Regions from separate parts of the Triticum aestivum genome. Here region 2 is linked to region 1. A link is a contact called in public Hi-C data. All regions are on one chromosome and are shown on one strand. The core of a region is the stretch at or near the end of the contact, and the rest is flanking DNA. Distances in the headings are between cores, read along the strand shown.

Region 1 (3,214 bases), core at 351-2,850:
TTTTGCTGGCATGTGTCCGTAGCGGAATTGCATGCATGGGATTCCATCCCAGCCCAGTCCAGCAATTCCCACTGTAGAAGCGCCGCACTTTGTCGATTATACTTTGTCAAGCTGATTCATTTTATCTACTAGCTTAATACTCAAATGAATTACTAGTACCCATAAGAAAGTGCCTATATCGAGGTGAAGGAGCATGCAGTATCACAAGATGTTAGTGTCGTGCTCAGCACTGTTTGCTCCTAGACCATAGGTTGTATGGAAGCCAAACCAAGGGTCAAACCAAAAGTGGGACCTTTTCACGGATAGCTACGCACACCGTCGCTGTTAGGCTAGCCAGGCTCCTGTTTTTAATCACAGGAGCCTACTGTACTGATCTAGCATGATTAAGAACACAGGCCGGCTAAACTTCATAGTATTATTTTTCAAAGAAAAAGATAAGCACGAGGAACTGTCTGATTTGGGAGTGCTTACCCTGTAGATTCGGGCACGATGATGCGATCATATCTTAAATGGCGGGCTAATCTCATGATTAAAGCCAACATTTGTTTCAGCAGCGCAGCGAGCAGAGTCGAGACTACTAGCTCATCACCAGCGCCCTGCCTTCGTTGCCTAATCACTAGCAGTAGTAATGAAATGGTGATTAGAAAACGAGTAAACACATCGCCGCACCTAACTAACCTTGGCCCCCCTGTGTCGTATCCCCGTTAAAAGAAGAGAGAGATAAATAATACCGCGAACATGTGCTCTAGAGAAAAAGAAGGTCCCAGACATCCATTCCACCCTCCATCTCCTGGCACAAGAAACAAATGCTCAAGGTGGGTGCTGCATTGCATACAAAACAGAGAACAGTGCAACCATCACAATTCCATAACATGGGTAGGCTCCAAATCAGATGATAAACAAATCAACTACTCCTACAAAAACAAAAAAATCAGACGATGATGAGATGCCCTCGGATGGGAAAAGACGATCTTGTGCCATCATAATATACATGTCCGTCTGAAACACATAATTTCCTCTTGATTGATCTCCACAAATCTTCAGAATTGTACTCCGGATTCGGCAACCATCCGTGCGAGCGAGCGTGCGTGCAGTTGGACAAAAACAGGGGTACAAGGGCAATTGCGTGCTGTCAAACAAATAAGGAAACCCGGCGTTTCAAACGGTACTGTGATTGCCGTTTGATGTGCAATTTACGCAGGAAACAAAAACGAGGCCACGCCAGGAAAGCCAAATTTTGCTTTTGGGCGAAACAGAGTTATTCTGGCAGTAAAGGATGAGCAAAGGACGAGCAGAGCACAGAGAAGCGGTGGGGTCACGAGCCCCCGCCCCCGCCATCAGCAACAGTAAATCTGACGCCATCCTCACGCGCCCCTCGGTCGCCGACGCGTGGGCCCGGGTCCAACCTGTCATGGACTCGGCGCACGGCCACTGCCCCGTCCGTTATGATTCGGCCGTGACGGAGCCGCGCAATCCTCTCGGTAAAAGACGAGCATGCCCCTGCTGTTCACACCAATCTACGGCTGTAAAGCCACCGATGAGCGATGGCACGCAGCCCGAGGCGCGGCCGGCCTCCGATTTCCTCTACTCCAGTCTCCACCCAGGCCTCGCGGGGCTAACCATCCGTCGACTTCGGGCGAATTTACGCGCCCTGCCACTGCGCTGCCCCTCGTCTTCTTCTTGCTCCTGCGGCCCCTCCACCCCGCCTCCCTCCGCTTCGCTCGCGTTATTAATGCGGTGGCGGCGGCGGTGGTGGTAAATACCGGGAGCGAACTGGAGCGTGGCGGTGGCGGTGCCTAAAGGCTGTGCCGGTTTTCCTCTCCTCGTCGGCGGCGGCGGTGGCGGTGGCCGGCTTCGCGGTGGTAGGGACGTAGGGTAAGCTTTCTTTCGGTTCGAATCCCGACCTTCCCTCTTCTGTTCCTGCTTGGTTTCCTTCTGGTTGTTCGGTTCGCGTGTCGCCGAGATGCTCTGATTCTTCGTTTTCTTTTCCTTCTTTGAGGTGCATTCCTCTATGGGGAATTGCGCTCCCGTCTCCCTTTTTTAAATCCCCCCGCTGCCAGGTTTTTCTTCCAAGAACCTCAATTCCCAGGTTGTTTTTTCTCTCCTCTTGTTTTCTCTTCTCAGATGCGTTCTGCATTTACGATTTTGTTTCTTCTTCTTTGCGAGTTCTCTCTCTCTTTTTTTTTACCAGTGCAAGATTGATTTGCTCAAAACCGTACACCCAATTTCTATCCTTTTCTGCTCCCAAGATTGATTGTCTGCGCGGTAAATGCTGTTAGGGTAAATCGCAGCGGGAGGGAGTCTGTTTCCTGAAAAATCGCGGTCCACGGCCTGCATTTCCTGTTACCAAATATCTAAAAATAGATGGAAATTTTAGATGGGGAATCTGCTTCATGTTTCAAAATTTCGTGTTAGCGTGCAATGCATGTGCTTTCCTTGTCACAAGTCAACATTGTTCCTAAAGACTCGTCAGCATTGCAGGATTCAGCTGTCTGCAGTCTTATCAGCCTGCGGAAGCTTTGCAAGATGATTGAGGGGAGGAGGCATTCGGTTGATATCCCGATTTCGAGGGCTCTGGTCGCTGTCATGAGGTCCAGATCTCTGAGGGACCCAGACACCAACTCGCTGGCCAAGTTCTCGGCCAAGAAGACCATCTGGGAGGGGTGTTCCCTCGAGGAAGATGACGTGGAGGCAAGCAATTACGGCAGGCACAGCTTCAGCTACAACATGTATGATCATGTCCAGAGGAGGAGGGAGGAGTTTGGCGGCCGCCTCGCCAACTCTCCGATCAACATAATCAAGGCCAACGCGCGGGTGAAGGCGGCGCTTCATAACCAGAACTGCTGCTCTGCGATCCCCGGGATGTCGAGAGCTGCCAAGGACAGGGCTTTCTCTCTGGTGATTGAAGGGGAAGAGCTCGGCCGGAGTGAGCCCCAGGAAGGCGCAAGAAGCTTGCTCCAGAAGTACCGGCCAAAGTCTTTCTCTGAGCTGGCTGGACAGAATGTTGTTGCACAGTCTCTTTCAAACGCTGTTTCTCAAGGAAAGCTTGCTCCAATCTATCTCCTCCACGGCCCGCACGGCATTGGCAAGACATCCGCGGCTAGGGTATTTGCAGCGGCGCTGAATTGCCTCTCTCCAGGTGGGAACCAACCTTGTGGGCACTGCGAGGAATGCGTGGCCATATTCTCAGGAAACAGCAACAGTGTGGTAGAGG
Region 2 (3,247 bases), core at 147-2,646, 890 kb before region 1:
CCCCTGGCGGTAGCGAAAGGGTCAAATCTCGAATTTTTTTGCAACCAGGGTCAAATCCTGAATTTGTATACCAAAAGGGTCAAAACACGAAATTTGGCCTCTGTATGATGAGTTCATTCAATTGTCGCTGGGACCAGAAGCTGAATCTCTATTCTCTAATCAACGATTTACAAACAGATTCCCTGAGGTATAGAATCTAAACATGCTCTCTATGCCAGATTCCCATCAACGCAGTTTTGCAGTTGAGATCATTACTAATGCAGTATGTAGATCACAACCTCACTAAGGAAATTGCAACAAGTTCAGGTACGGCACGAACGCGATGCGAAAAATTACCTTCAAGCGCGGCCGCCTGACGGCATTGAGCCGGCGAACCTCGTACCGGATCCGCTTCGAGAACAGCCGGGCATGTCGCTTCTCCTTATACCGCCTCACCCTCTCCGCCCTCCCGGACACCTCCGGCGAGCTCCACGTCGCCGCCTGCGGCGGCGGCGCCACATCCACGAACACCTCCTGCAACGCACCCCGTGTCAGGATTCACGAGCGCGCATCGTCCCTCCGACTCCGAGAGGACAAAGGGGGTCGTAGGCTTACAGAATCGAGCTCCAGCTTGGGCGTGACGTGGCTCGCGGTGCCGCCGATGAAGAGGGACCCGCGGCCCGCCCAGGCGGCCAGGATCTCGTCGTAGTCCAGCTTGAGCAGCGGCGACCGCGCGGAGGCGGCGCCCGTGCTCGCGGCCGACGAGCAGGAGGATGAGGTGGTGGTCGTCGCAGTGGCCGCGCTCGGCGAAGAGGAGCTGCTCCTGCAGTACACCCACCGCTCCCTCCCCCGGAGCGCGCGCCGCGCAAGGTCCTCCTCCTTCCCGCCAGCAGTCCCCGCGGAGGCGTCCGGGGAGAGGGTGCACGACGGTGAACCCCTTTCGCCGCCGCCGGAAAAGGAGGAGGAGGACACGCCGAGGATGTCAGTGAGCGACGGCGCCGCCGCGAAGAGAGTCGAAGGCGCCTCAGGATGCAGCGTGAACGGCTCGAGCTGCTGCTGCTCGTGCCCGCATCCATCCTCCACCGCCTCCTCCGTGGACGGGGACGGCAACGCCGAGGGTGGCGGCAAGGAATCCTCCACCGACAGAGATTCAGCAGGCCTGTGGACCTCCACCGCCTTGGCGAGGTGGCGGCTGAGGCTGAGGTACTTGGTCTTCTTCTTCTTCTTCCCCTTGGCCCGGCACGAGCCCCGCCGCCGGTCGCCGCCGCCGCCGCTAGCCATGGCCTCGGAAATACTTTACTGCTACCTCAAGGTGCTCCCTGCAAAATGGGCGAGAGGCATGGGGACATGAGCACGGGAGAAGCTATTTGGAGGGAAAGCGAGGGGATCTCCCGCGGCCGCGAGCAGGGTGGCGCGGGGCCAGCAAAGGCGAGGCACTTTTTTCCCATGATCCTGCGCGGACGTGGCGAGGTTCTGCTGACATGGCTGAGTCTCATTGGCTGGCCAGATTGCGGTTGTTGCCTTTTGCTCGGGGTCCTACGGGATCTGGAAGGGTGGGGTTTTAACGGCTTCACGGGGGTTTTGTGATGAGATGGGCGTTCACATCGTCGCCGTTGCGACTTTAACACCAGTACTACGTCTTGATCTTATAATTCTTAAGCTAAGCTTCTTCTATAATCCCAAGCTGCATTGGGTCGCTACAAAAGATGATGCCGACAGGAAAAATCGCTCCTGTTTACGATGGTAGACGCAAGAACATGTTGCTGAGGCACGATTGATCAAACTTATGAACAACATAGACTGCAAAAAACTAGGGTCATCTTCAGGGGATGCACTCAAACCCGTCCTTCGTTTCAGTGGCGGAGGACAGATTTTTTTTCAAAGCTGGAGCAACTTAAAAAAAATCCTGGGAACCAAACATTTTCATTTGTTCGTGGGCAGCGCTAGTGTATCCGTTAAATAGGGCGTCCTTCGATTGTCGTTTCCCATTTGTCTAGCATACCATTTTTCACTATTTTTGTCGTATTGTACACATTTAGTTACAAATGTGGAGCCAAACGGTTTCATTTACCCATGAATATTGAGTAGAAATAGTTCAACAACTCAAAAATTCAAACATAGTCGATAAATAGACTGGGTCAAAGTTCTTTATGGCACACATTGATGTTGGAACACATCATCTAGAACCACTACTCGGCATCAGGATCCATGTTGTTAGTGTCGGCTGAGAGAGTCATGTATTAAGGGGTCCTCGGGGTACCGGCCCATGGCTTATGGGCCGCACTGATGGGCTCCTATGGAGCTGAACTATGGCGTGTGTTGATTTTTAGGGTGAACGGACGTATCCTTTGGGGTAGCTCGTTACGTATTTATATACATAGGAAGAGCCCCCGTGGTGGCGTATACAAAGAGGATACTTATTGGGGTAGAGTACTACTCTATGCCCAATACGTATATTAGAATAACTCTAATACCCCCCCTTAATCTAGACCTGGGAGAGGTTTAGATTGTGCTTAAACTCATCTAATTTTTTACACATAACATTTTTGTGAAACCATCTACAATCTGATCCTTGCGTGATATGAACCGGACATCAAGTTGCTTGCGAGCAACCCATTCTCGAACAAAACAGAAGTCTATCTCAATGTGTTTTGTACAGGCATGAAAAACTGGATTGGCAGACAGGTAGGTAGCACCAAGATTATCACACCATATGCATGGTTTCTCCTGAAGGGAAACACCAAGTTCACGAACCAGTGCTTCAACCCAAATAAGCTCAGGAGTGGCATTTACAAGGGCTTTATATTCAGCCTTTGTACTTGACCTGGACACAGTAGGGTGTTTTCTGTCACTCCAAGAAACAAGATTGGGCCCAAAAAATATAGCAAATCCACCAGTAGAGCGTCTATCATCTAAATCACCTGCCCAATCTGCATCTGAATATGCACTGAGAAGGGAGGAGCTAGACCTCTGGAAAGTAAGACAAACCTTACTTGTGCCTTGAATATATCTCAAAATGTGTTTAACAGCAGTCCAATGTGCAGTAGGAGGAGCATGAAGAAACTGACAGACCTTATTAACTGAAAAAGAAAGATCAGGGCGAGTCAGTGTCAGATACTGGAGTCCCCCCACAATGCTCCTACAATGTGTAATATCCTTAGATCCAAGAGGAGAGCCATCTGTCAAGCGTAATGTTTCTGTAATGCAGAGAGGTGTTGGACATGGCGTGCAAGAACTCATACCAACACGAGCCAGTGAGTCTGTAGCA

The links. Hi-C and Micro-C count contacts between places; a contact is called where the count stands out from the background.
Region 2: a Hi-C map of leaf shows a contact between it and region 1, with 4 times the contacts expected there. The contact joins the promoter of LOC123159788 here to the promoter of LOC123159131 in region 1. A contact is called at or near these places in 2 of 5 Hi-C or Micro-C datasets (both in leaf).

The regions. Positions count from the first base shown.
Region 1 is chr7B:398,557,275-398,560,488 of IWGSC CS RefSeq v2.1, reverse strand. It overlaps LOC123159131 (protein STICHEL-like 2), which reads left to right and starts at 1,600. Exons shown (of 6, transcript XM_044576956.1): 1 at 1,600-1,875; 2 at 2,482-3,214. The coding sequence starts at 2,527.
Region 2 is chr7B:399,446,739-399,449,985 of IWGSC CS RefSeq v2.1, reverse strand. It overlaps LOC123159788, which reads right to left and starts at 1,396. Exons shown (of 3, transcript XM_044577616.1): 1 at 595-1,396; 2 at 337-513. The coding sequence starts at 1,260.